2 separate regions of the Anas platyrhynchos genome follow, and region 1 is linked to region 2. A link is a contact called in public Hi-C data. All regions are on one chromosome and are shown on one strand. The core of a region is the stretch at or near the end of the contact, and the rest is flanking DNA. Distances in the headings are between cores, read along the strand shown. Region 1 overlaps DLG5 (discs large MAGUK scaffold protein 5). Region 2 holds the start of DLG5 (discs large MAGUK scaffold protein 5).

Region 1 (6,160 bases), core at 1,459-3,958, 51 kb before region 2:
TACTGACAGGCTGCATGGTCTTGGGCAAATTCAGTCCCAAAGCTATGCCAAGCAAGGCAAGGCTGCTTTACATAAAGACAAGCTAGCTAGCCTTAGGAAAGAAGCTTTCTTGACTAATGTGAAACCATTAATCTTAGTACCAGAAATTGTTTTTTCATTGACTCGTCCCTTTTTACATGCACATCAACAAATACCTGCATGTCAAACTCAATGATGATATTGTCAATGTTTAATACCAGCCAAGATTTACATGTAAGTGCTATAAAAATTCAGATCAATGCAATTCATATATTCTCCTTCTTAAACTTAGAAGAAGTCCAAAAAGAATATCATTGTTCAATTTAATCACAACCTTACATTTTCAATAGTTGTACAAAACGTCTAACAATGTTAAATCAAATTTGCGGACACCCCAAAAAGCTTCAGTAAGCTTCTCTTTCATCAGAAAAACTCAATACTCTTCATTTCCTTCAAAAGGGCTTTTATAGCTAGATGCTAAAAGCCCTTTATTGCATCTGACATCCTGATGCAGTGTAAGGAAAGCGACCTGTGCTTCCAGCTTTGTATTCTTTTTCCATCTGACTGCATATTTTACGCAACAGTACTTCCTTTCTGCTCTTTAACTAGACAAACTGGTCTTAAAATGTACAAGCCTAAAGGCTAAATTTCCATTATCCAAATGATGCCACCTTACAGTAACTTACCTGCTTTCTCAGATAACCTGCATTTGTTAAAAAGGATTTACTGTGTGTCTTGCCAAGTACAACTCATTCATCTGCTTCAGTAAGCCTCAAAACTCATTTCTGATGTTAGGTCCACTTTGGCACTGAGAACACAACAGTATGCAAGCCACTTTGCTGGCCAGCCTCCAGGTAAGCTGTGCTCCACTAACACCTGAAACAGCCCTACGCTGGGTGTGCGTTACGGACAAAATAAGTTTTGACTCCAATGCAGTATATGCAGTAAGTCCTGAGTACACGTGAACTTAATCTAAAGCAGATTTCCCAACATATGCTGCATTGAAAAATAAATAAATAAATAAATACATACATACATAAATTTCAATCTGAAGCAATTGTATCTTCCCTAACTGTAGTTCAAACACCTGACTTCACAGAAATCATAAAGATCCATTAACATGGTACATACCAAATAAAATTATTGATGATTTTCCTAATCATCAATGACTGAAGAGATAATACAACCATACAGAAACCACAGCACTGTTAACTTCATTTTCATGTCACCCCCATTATTTTGGTGTGGGGCAGTGCATTCTTTGAAACACACAACATGAAGAGAAATATGACTGTTGTGCTTTTTTTTAACTGACCAAGATGCGTAACACTGAAACAAGAGCATGTTGAGGTAGGAAAATGAGTACCAATGCATGAACAACTATTGTTTGTTTGCTTTGTTTTTAAGAAATACTATGAATATATTTTAAGTTATGATAAAGTCATTAATTTACTCCGAGAATACACTTGTATGAGTGTTAACCAATTCAAAAGGCAATCTACCATAAGCTAACATAATGCTTCAAATTTTACTTGGACTTTTTCACGTCATCTTACAAATTTGTGCTAATTCTTGCTTGCAGGCAATCAGACTAGTCATGGTACACCTGAGCCTTTCTCACTGCTTTCATTCCAAAAAAAAACAACATGGATAGTCAGAATATCATTTCTCTATGGCCTTGTAAATCATGAAAGAACATGTTAATAAAACTAAAAGATTTTGCAAAACAAGACAAAAGATGTGTTGCAAAGTATGACCAATAGGGTTTCTCCCTAAGCTCAGGAAGACCTACGCCAGGTGTAGGAAAATACCAGCTAAAATATTGACTTGCTCTCAGTAATTTACAAGGACTAGAATAGGATTACATAACAAAAGCTATCATTTAGATATATTTCCTCATGTGTATCTTTTGAAGTGGTCTTGAAATAACGGATCAGAACTGCCTTGCAAGTGAAATAATACTTTAATGAAAACAAGCAACAATGCATGGAGGAAGGGAAACTGAAAAGCACAATACTGAACAGTGGAAAGAGTTTCATCTGACAGACAGAAAATTTAACAGGTTATGAAAGCAGCAAAGATCATGTAACGTGCAAGAACAAGAACATAAAACACTTCAGTATTTGCTTTAATACAGAATATAACAAGATAAATCAACTGTCCAGAATATGAAACAAACTTCAGCTTAGATAAACTTAAGACTTAAGAATCTGAAGCAGTGAACCACTGAGCAGTGGTTCTGGAAAGATCAACATGAATGATAATCCCAATCTAATACCCAGTAATTACAAGGAAGGAGAAAAAATACCAGGTATGTCAGTTCAAAAATTCCCTGCAGAACTTTTCTTCAGTAAAATACAACAGAGAATAGAATCTGTAAACCTGTACCATGACCATGAAAATACAGCTGAAGCTTCTGGAGTAGAGCAGCTAAGAGCTCCCTTGTGGGAAAGATCAAACCCTTTGTAAGGCTTACAACCACACAGCAAAAGCATAACTTGGGCTCAAGAACCCCATGCAAACCTGAGCAGGGCAACTGCTAGGGTCAACTACTGCACCCCGACCAAAAGGCTGAGACCTGCCAATACTCACCCCTTCGAGGTTTTTCCTGAGGGGAGTTCTGAGCATCGTTCCACCATACTGTTTTACAGTCCTCAAAGAAAATTGCTGACACCAAAAGGATTTCCTGAATGCACAGACTGATAAAGGGCCTCAGGGAGCAGTAAAGACACCGTGTTCCAGACGTGCTGTCTGGAGTGCAGGAGATGGGTATTCACACATGCTGTATTCCCATTCAAATCATTACAGATGGAATCTTCAGGAATTCCGTAAGTCAGCTGCCAAGCATTAAGAAGATACTGCAGCGAGTGAAATGGCATGAAGTGGTCAGATACTAATTACAGGTTTTCAAGCAGAATCCTCAAGAGACCAAGAAGTAATTCAAACTGATTTATTACAGGCAATGTAAAATAATAAAAATAAAAATAAATCCTTCCTCTCCCAAGACTACATATCAGCAAAGTTAACTTTTTTTTTGTTTTTACTAGTTTTAAAAAAGAGCATCACATCCACTGAACAATTCTTGAGTACTTCTGAAGTGACAGAAGTTGAAAGAACACTGCATGACTACATTTTAACCCATAGCTACAAGGAAATGGATGCCATAAGTCAGCGAGAATACAATGAAGCTGTTCAAAGAACTTAGTACTTAAGAGAAGGTGCTTATTCGTAAACACATTGAAAATCAGGCAAAGAGATTAAGGATAACCTGTATGATTCATGAACCAAACAGAGGAAAATCAAAGGAGAGTGAAGTTACTCTAAGTTTGTGTAAGAGAGTGGTTATTTCATAAGCCATGCTTCCAGTAAACTCAACATGTACTACTCAGATCAAAGGAAAAGCAAATTACATAGGATTTAAATCTATAAAAAGCGGTTTGCCTCAACTGTTGAGGTCAAACTTTACACACAAGAAAAAATGACTTCTGAATAGAGAGTATGACTGGGATGGAGGTAGAAGGTTGAAGTCTGGGATGCCCAAAAGGATCCTGATGTGGTGTACTGGAAGCATTCTTAAGTTTTCTGCATCATTTGTGACTCTTCAGCAGGTGTTGTATTAGCACATGCTGACAAAGGAACAAGTGACAACTGTCCAGGTGTCTTTATCAAATGTAAAGGTTGTGTTTGCATTAGCACAAAACCAAAAAACATCAACAAAAAAGAGATCTACAGGCTGACTGCCAAGGAGGAGAAGCAAAGGGAAGGGAAATGACATTTTCCAGCAATGAAATAGAGTTTATCTTTGAAGGAGTATCATAAACCACACCTGTAATTGAACACTTTCTATGAATACTGAAAACAATTACTTTGTTATGCACAGCTGTACAAAGTGTGAGGCAATAAATAGAAACAATATCAATATAAAGAGACAGCTGTCAAAATGGCCAAGGTGAAATGGTGAAAAGAAAGACTATGCTTTGTTGGGAAGGAATTATTATCAGATGGGAGGGGTGTAATGTTTGCTTTGGAGTAAGAATTAAGGGCCTCAGATTAAGCACTTGAATTGCAATTAGTGAAAAACTACCTGTAAATAGCCTGTCAGGCTGATAAGCTAACAAAGTGTTAAGCAAGGAAACACTGTTGGTTCAAGTCAAATTTGGAAGAGATCAGTGGGGACAGACATATGGAACCTGATGACTACAAGAGAAAGTCATAAAACGATATTGCCGATGATGGCGTTTGTTACAGACGGGAATGGAAATTCACCTAGTAAAAGGCAGCACAGTGATACTAACAGGGTAAGAAAAAAAACACGTAGGACTAAAAGAGTGATACCAGTTGCAAAGAACTGAACAGCTGGAATAATAGCATGGTTTCAGCTGCAAGACAGAGGCTTGAATACATGATGAAGAGTACAGGGAATACAAGATTGACAGCTGCAATCACAACAACTCAGATTTAGATATGGAAATAAGGAAATTATAGAAATGCAGATGGAGAGCCTGTTCCATTCTGGAAATTCACTCATTAATATCTTGGTATAGTTTTGAAAAATGAAACAGAATGTAATGCCATTCTATTCAAAATGCATCATAAAAAAGCATAACGCAGCAGAATGTCCTCAGAGCTATTGCCTGACCCCCAAATGTAACTGCTTGTTTTTCTTTACATGTTTCTCAAAAAAATAAAGATTAAATAAGAACACTGTGCAGCAAGACGGGGACGAAGAATCACTTTTTTTTGAAAGCATTAAAAGAAAACTTCGAAGTTATATTACGTTACTGAGATATTTAAATAATGGCTTGATTCCAGAAACTATAATCCTGTCACGGCAAAACATTGCTTAGGTCAACAGCGTATTACTGGACACTGGGTTTCAAAACTCTTGTAGCATAGACTAAATAAATTCATAGAGACTTTTTTTTTTCAAAGAACGCAAGTCAGAGCAATGGCTTACCTGCCTACCATAAAAAGGGACAAAGGAGCCCGTAAAATAAAAAAATAAGAAAAAAAAAATGGGAAGTCAGGTAGATAATCCATATAGGCACAGAAACTTATTAAGACATTGTGTTACTACCTCCTGTAGCAAACAAATTTGACAATTTCATGCTGAAGTATAAGCAGGGTGGCCTTGGGCTGATGTTACATCATCTACAGGAAATGAGTCAGAACAAGCCTTCCAACCTTCCTTACAGGTCCAAAAAAAATCTGCTGGAATACAGCAAGAGTAAAAATAACTTCACATATTTTAAGAGCATACTTCAAAAATACAACACTTCTAGTCTGGACTGTTTATTCAGTTTGAGTATATCAAGGTAAGGTAAAGAACTCAAGATACATTGTACATATGGTATTCACATAAATTCCCAGTAACTTAATACTCAGAGGAACTATCACTCGGTTCCTCCTAAGTAGCTGGAATTAAGTGACTCAGTAATTAGCATCTCTCTCTCTGTAATGTTACATTTATGGAGGTTTCAGACAATGCTATAAAGTGTGGTAGCTGATACTGTACAGAATACATGCTGTACAGCAAGAAACTGAGACTGAGATTAACCTGACACTAGGAACTTAAAACTATACTACTCTTTGGAAAAAAAAAAAACAAACAGAAATCCAAAATGCACATCTCCTGAATACTTGCACCATTTTGCCTACGTCATCTACTCCTGAACATCAACAGGAACGGTCCCTTGCGCCAGTCTGGCACACTGGCACTAGAGCTGACTTCAGCATACCCTACAAATCACCTCTGACACACAAACTTAGAATAGTTCACGGAACAGCTGAGGTTGGAAAGGAGCTCTGGAGGAGGACATCTGGTCCAACCTCCCTGCTCAAGCAGGGCTGCCTGGCACTGGTTGTCCAAGACTGTGTCATACAAGTTCAGTTCAATGCTTGCTGAACATTTATCTTCAAAATTATACAAGTCAAATGTCTGAGTGCACTATACAAACTGGCACATTATAAAACAAAAAACAACCAAACAAAAGGTTTCTTTATTCTGTGTGCTTTCCCTCTCCATTACCATTACTGGTCAAGTGGGAGATGGGCCAGTGACTGTCACATACAGCTCTGTTACTGGGCTCTATCCAATTCCTAAAGTTAACACTGTTGTTCCGTTCCTGGCACGCCAGGCACT
Region 2 (6,156 bases), core at 2,641-5,140:
ATTATTATTTCCAAAAATCACAACAATAATTAAATAAATATCTAACTACAAAGCCCCAGTATTATTTTATGCTTCCAAATGGACGTGTTTTGGCCATTTTATTAAATTAATAATGAAAAAAACTTTAATAGCATTTGTCACAAATATGTATCTTCTGCTGTATTCTTGGACAAGTTTTATGTTAAAGAAATGTGTATTACATTAATGTGAAAGATCATTGGTTTAGTAGGTATCTGAAACAGAAGCAACTTCTTGGAAGTGATTTAAGTCTACGTTAGAAGGATATATTTGACTATCGGAATACAGTATTTCTCATATGAACAATAGAGGTAATTTGCCCAATCAAGCATCAAATAATAATCCCATGGGTCACCCAAATAGAGAAATAAAAGCAACTAGCACACTACTTAAAAGAAAGAGTAGGTCCGTTCAAAAAGCACTGGAAGATTTTAAATCAGCAAAGCATTCACTTTGAAATGGACAGAGCCCATTTCTCACAAAAACACTTGCACAGAACTGTAACATAATAACCAAACGTATTATTCACGGAAGAACTGAATGCCATCTATAAACATGACTACGGAAAACACAGCTAACAGTACTCTGTTTATTTTTTGCTTTGATGAAAAGTAGTTGCCCTTTCGGTTTTACACACTGTTGACTGACACTGTTGAAGCACAGTATTCTCAAAGTAGAAATAAACAAGCTTAAAAATACACATTTTATTATAAAAACTGTCATCAAACCACTACAAAGTTTTATATTTAACACAAGCAAGTAGAAACTACTATAAAGGACAAAGATATTTAAACAGGGATGGGACTGGGGAAAATTCTACAAAGAAAGCAAGCCCCTTGTAACCTCACTACACTTATCCACACTTGAGGTCTTCCAACAGATACTAGTACCCCAATTCTTTCCCTTTAGCCCTCAGAACAGCTGTTGACTTCCTTTCCTGTTGTGTAGATAAATACTTATAAAAGTGTCAGCTATACATTGTCCAGCCAGCCACAAGAGCTGTTGATATAAACAACAGCCTACATTTCCATCACAGTTCACGTTACATTTCAAATCTGAAAGGAGATTATATTAAAAATGAGACAGAAGAAAACACAGTGATTGCAACCGAAAAACAAAGAGAAAATGCAAGCCTAACCACATACATGGAAGCGTAAGGAGAACAACTCTCTCACTTGTGTCATAAACAGACTACATTTGAATTCTCCATCTCTGAACCAAATTACGTTGCTGACTACCTTCCCCTTTCTTTCACAGCAACATCGGATGGAAGAAAGGAATTAACAAGTACTGCTACAGTATCAGTTGTAAATCATTTTCACCTACAACAGGCATTCAGGAGGTGTCCTTTACACAAGTATGCCACTGCAAACTGTCATATTCCATATACTAATGGTAATCCTAAAACTTAATTCAGCCAGACAAATTCAGTTAAAGGGGTATTTAAGATGGAGGTGTTTGTTGTTGTTTTTTTCCCCTCTTTACGTAATACATGCTGAGGACTGTTTCTCTCGAGTATTTTAAAACCAGAATCCAACAGCATTTCTTACTACTATGTTTACAGTTTGCTACTACACCCAAAGAACAAAACGCAGCTTGACTCATCCGCCTTCAGCATCCACAGTGAAAAGAAGTAAAAATCCTAAGTGGCAAGACAAGAGAAGACGGGTGGTCAGACTTCCTACAGGGAGACACTACAATAAAACCTGGTTACATCTGAATACAGGTTCAAACAAGAACCCTTCTACTGCACTTACCCTCAAACATTAACCCTTCACATAACATATTCAGGATGAACTCACACAGCAGCTGTGATTCTTCAGAGGCATTCGGTGCTCACACAAGCAGTCTCATGACTACTTACCATGAGACCTCCTCAGACAAGTAATGCCGAAATACATAGGACAGTCTTTGAAGGCTCGGGTCCCCTACCTTCATACATGCATGACAGCTTATCCCTAAGCTCACTCACTGGTAGCTATTTTCTGCATACTCATTTGTAGACATGTTTATTGCAAAGCAAAATAAAACAGAGCCCTCAAAGTTAGCTCTTCTTTTGCTTTCATTTATCGGTAGTAATGAAAACCACCCTGTCGGGGGACCATCCTTCCCCATGCAGATGTTAATAGAATTCAGATGATCCTCAGGACCACATTCAGTCAAGAAGGATATGGTTAGTTTTGCTAATTAAACTACATTTTCCTTATGAGCTCAGTGTTGCGACATTCTGCAATTCTTTCATATAAAAAATAAGAAGTATTACAAAGTACAACATACACTGCATTTTTTTCTTGGCATTCACATTTTACACCTCTGCTTAAAAGGCTGGGGAACACTGGTAGACCAGTACAATTAATATGTGTTCTCAACAAGACAAGCCCCAGCATTAATCTAATCATACAGAAACATCATGGGTCCCATTTCTGAAAAGCAGCAGTGCCCTCATCGCCCATTGATGTCAGACCACATAATGCCAGAAGTGTTGAGGTCCATTGTTTAGTCTGTTTTCCCTCTCCTGTGAGGTCCCGCCATATATTCATTAGACAAGGCCATACACTATTAACACATGGATATGAAACAAAACAGAAGACCCTGACGCGTTTTTCTATTTGGCAAACTATTACCATCAACAGCATAACTCAAATAGGGGCAGATCACACGGTGCAAGTGCGCACAGAAGCACCATTTTCCTGACAGAAGCAGCTCTGAAGAATTACATTTTTTTGACCAAGTCCTATAGCCTGTAAGGGTCAAGAAGCCCTCCCAAAGCAGTTCCTTATGTAACCAGGTAGTCATCCTGCAATTCCCAAGTCTGGTAACAGCAAAAAAAAAAAACAAAAACACAACGTTCTTCTTAATCACTCGGCTTGTACGCACGCTACAAGAGGATGCCTGCACATCCCCTGGACAAACATATATTTCCTTATCTACGGATTTAAACGCAGATTTATTATTTAGTTCAATTTCAGTATTTCTCATCTAGAAACACTGCTGGACTTGAGGATTACCCCCTCTTTTTCGTTGTTGTTTTGTTTTTCTTCTGAAGCTTGATACCATCCCAAGAAAAGCAGACTGTGGTGTGCAGAAAGGAGGGAAGGGAAGACCCCTGGGCCAAAGCCCAGCTTCCGAGGAAGGTTCCCGCTGAACTCCTCTCACCTGGGCGTGCAGTTACACCCAGCTCTCCTCCTCCCAGCTCACCCCCGAGCAGCACAGCCCGCAGCAACCGCGGGACCCCCCGCAGCACAGCGCCCCAAACAGGGGTTCGCAGCCTGAGCACCCGGCGGAGCAGGACTTCGGGGCTCGTCCCCACCTCCAGCCCCGAGGGGCCCGCTCTGCCCGGCGGGGCTGGGCGGGGGCAGCCGCTCGCCCTCCCTCCTCCTCCTCCTCCTGGTCCCGGGCCGTGCCCGCGCCCCCCGCCCCGCTCACCCGCCGTCTCCTCGGCCGCCGCCGCCGTCCCGGGCGCGCCGTTGAGGTAGAGGATGGAGAGCAGGTGGGGCTGCGTCTTCTCCAGGGCCACCCGCAGGTCCTGGAAGTGGTCCCGCTCCTTGGCCAGCAGCAGGGCGATGAGCAGCTCGGCCTTGCCGCCGCCCGCCGCCTCCAGGTCGCGCAGGTCGCGGGGGCCGAGGGCGCCGGCGGCCTCCAGCAGCTCCACCACCTTGTCCACCTCGGTCATGGCCTGCGCCAGGCTCTGGCGGCACTGGGCGAGCAGCTCCTTGTGCTTCGGCTCCATGGCGGCCGACGGCCAAACTTCGCCCCCCGGCCCCGGGGAGGCGCCGCCGCCGAACTTCGTCCCGGGGAAGCGGCGCCGGGCCGGGCCGAGGGCGGCTCTGCCGCTGCCTCCCTGCGGCGCACGGGGGGCGGCCGCTCCTCGTCCTGCAGCCGGCGCCCCCCGGGCGGCGAGACAACTTCTCCTCCTTCTTCTTCCCCTCCTCCTGCCGCTGCCCGCCGGGAAAGGGGCAGCGGGAGCCGCGGGAGGGGGTCGGGGCTGCTGCTGCTACCGCCGCCTCCCGGGCAGCCGGCACCCCCGCCTGCTGCGGGGCGGCGCAGCCAACTTCTCTGCCCCGCTCGCTGCAGGCCACACGGCCCCAGGGCCGCGGGGCGAGGAGGAGGAGGAGTGGTGGCGGCGGCGGAGGAGGAGGAGGAGGAGGGGGGAGACGGCCTCAGCTCCAAGCGCCTCCTTTCATTCGCGGCCGCCCGCAGCCATGTTGGTTGCACAAGGCTGCCGCCTGCGCCCAGACGGGGCTGCGGCAATGCATGGCGCCGCCCGCCCGCTCCTCGCCGCCCGCCGCCACCAGCGAAGCGCCGCGGCCGCCCCGGCCCCGGCCGAGCACCGCCCGCCGCTCGGGGGGTCCCCGCCGGCCGCCGGGGGGTGGCGGAGGGGGGCGCGGAGGCGGGGCGCGGGCGGGGCAGGACCCGAGCCGCCGCTCCGAGGGGGGGCTCCGGCAGGAGGCGGGCGGCCGCGGGCAGCGCTCTGCGCCCAGAGGGGGCAGCACGGGGCACCCGCAGGCCCGGGGGGGCCGCCCCGCACCGGGCCCGAGGCTGCGAGGGAGGCGGCGGCGGCGAGACAAAGGCCCCGCTGCGGGCCGGGGGGTGCCGGCGGCCCCGCCCCGGCGGCCCGGTCGGTGCGGGGCGCGCACCGCCATCTCGTGGGGCCGCCGCCGCGCTGCAGCCCTCAGCGCTCCCGGTGCCCAGCCTGGGTCGTGAGCGGGGAGGAGGCCCGGGATCCCAGCAAAACGTACCCCAAAAGCGCCCGGTTTGGCCAAAAGCCACGAAATTGTACCGCCCCGGTTGGAGCTTGGTCCGTGAGGAAGTAGAAAAATGAGAGTTTTCAAACAATAGATGAAAATACTATGTGTATAGATGTAGACGTTATAAATGCGTACATGGAGGTAAGTACAAATGGCTCATCTCCCCCAGCTGTGATTTCATCTGTTTCATAAATCACTGGAGACCAGGTAATTTTCCAATATCCCATTCTCGGCAGCTGAGGGATGCAAGTTTGGCAAAGAATGAGTAACAGCGTCTGTCCGAAGGTAAGCAGCCTGCAACGAATCAATAGCACTTCAATTTCCAAACAGTGAGGGAACAGACTGCAGAACGACCACAGCCACTTACAATCTGAAACTGACGTTTTATCTAAAAGACCTCTTGCCTTGTAGGTATGTTTCTGATGTCCTGCAAAGATAACGGTGGCACTAATGACTTGGCAGGGTGTTACCAGTAATTGCGTTATCCCCACTCACTGCATCCAGGAGCAACTGAACTGGTCCAAAAGTCAGACTCCTGGCCAAATCCCCGTATGCTACCAAGCTGGAGTCAGTGAGGTACAACGGGAAGCAATTGTTTGTTATTTTTTTTTAATAACACACTGATTCAGAGAATTCAGGTGCTGCACTGTGTTTCAAGTTATATTATGTAGTTCAACGGATGAAGATGGTGTCTCTCAGATGTGAAAACAGCCTTGGGTTATGCGCATAATCATGATATGAATTCCAGTGCTGTTTTTAGAAGAGGCAGATATAGAGTAAAGGGATTTGGGGATTTTTCTCTGCCTTGAAGGTCATTATTCAAAACAATCCTCTTGATACTTGACAATATGCCATGGTTTTGAAACAAGTTTTTTCATGTTTCATCCATTGTTACTTACGCTCTTGTAGATTCCTTTCTTCTAATTTTGCATTGCTGTTTGTCTTAGGAACACTTTTACTAAGTAACATATACAGAGATTAACTATGTTGGTTAACAACTGATGTTGCAATACCTGCAAACTGTGTTCTTCCTAGACCCTTTGATTTTATCTCAAAATATGCCTATTTCTCTCCAACAAACTTAAGCCTGTAAAGCAATGGTACATGACAAAGATACTAATTAATCGTGGTCTACATCCATTTCTTTTTCAACGCAGCAAAAAGAAGCAGATGGGAGTGAAACCAGTGGTAAGAAGGGAGCCCCATCTGCAGTCAGTCAGCCAAGACAGACAGCAGTCGTCAGAGTTGCTGTGGAAGGTATCCTTTTGTGCCCTTGAGGATGAGAATCAGGGCACTGGAGTCTTTCATAAGGTACATACACCAGAAGATTGAATAAAGATTGCACAAATTATTTGACTATTTCACAGTTATTCAGTGTGAGATTTTATAA

The links. Hi-C and Micro-C count contacts between places; a contact is called where the count stands out from the background.
Region 1: a contact with region 2 is called in a Hi-C map of F5 follicle, with 2.8 times the contacts expected there. The contact joins the enhancer-like site here to the promoter of DLG5 in region 2. A contact is called at or near these places in 6 of 8 Hi-C or Micro-C datasets (F1 follicle, F5 follicle, liver and 2 more).

What each region holds. Positions count from the first base shown.
Region 1 is chr6:16,898,894-16,905,053 of IASCAAS_PekinDuck_T2T, reverse strand. The region is part of intron 2 of DLG5 (discs large MAGUK scaffold protein 5); the gene reads right to left. Among named protein-coding and RNA genes, the nearest start is that of DLG5, 51 kb to the right of the region's middle. Within about 2 kb of position 2,708, at least 2 of the 8 cell types and tissues checked have an H3K27ac peak or open chromatin away from gene starts, as enhancers often do. A contact at or near this core is called in F5 follicle, where this site is marked.
Region 2 is chr6:16,849,199-16,855,354 of IASCAAS_PekinDuck_T2T, reverse strand. It overlaps DLG5 (discs large MAGUK scaffold protein 5), which reads right to left and starts at 3,890. Exons shown (of 33, transcript XM_038181721.2): 1 at 3,445-3,890. The coding sequence starts at 3,748.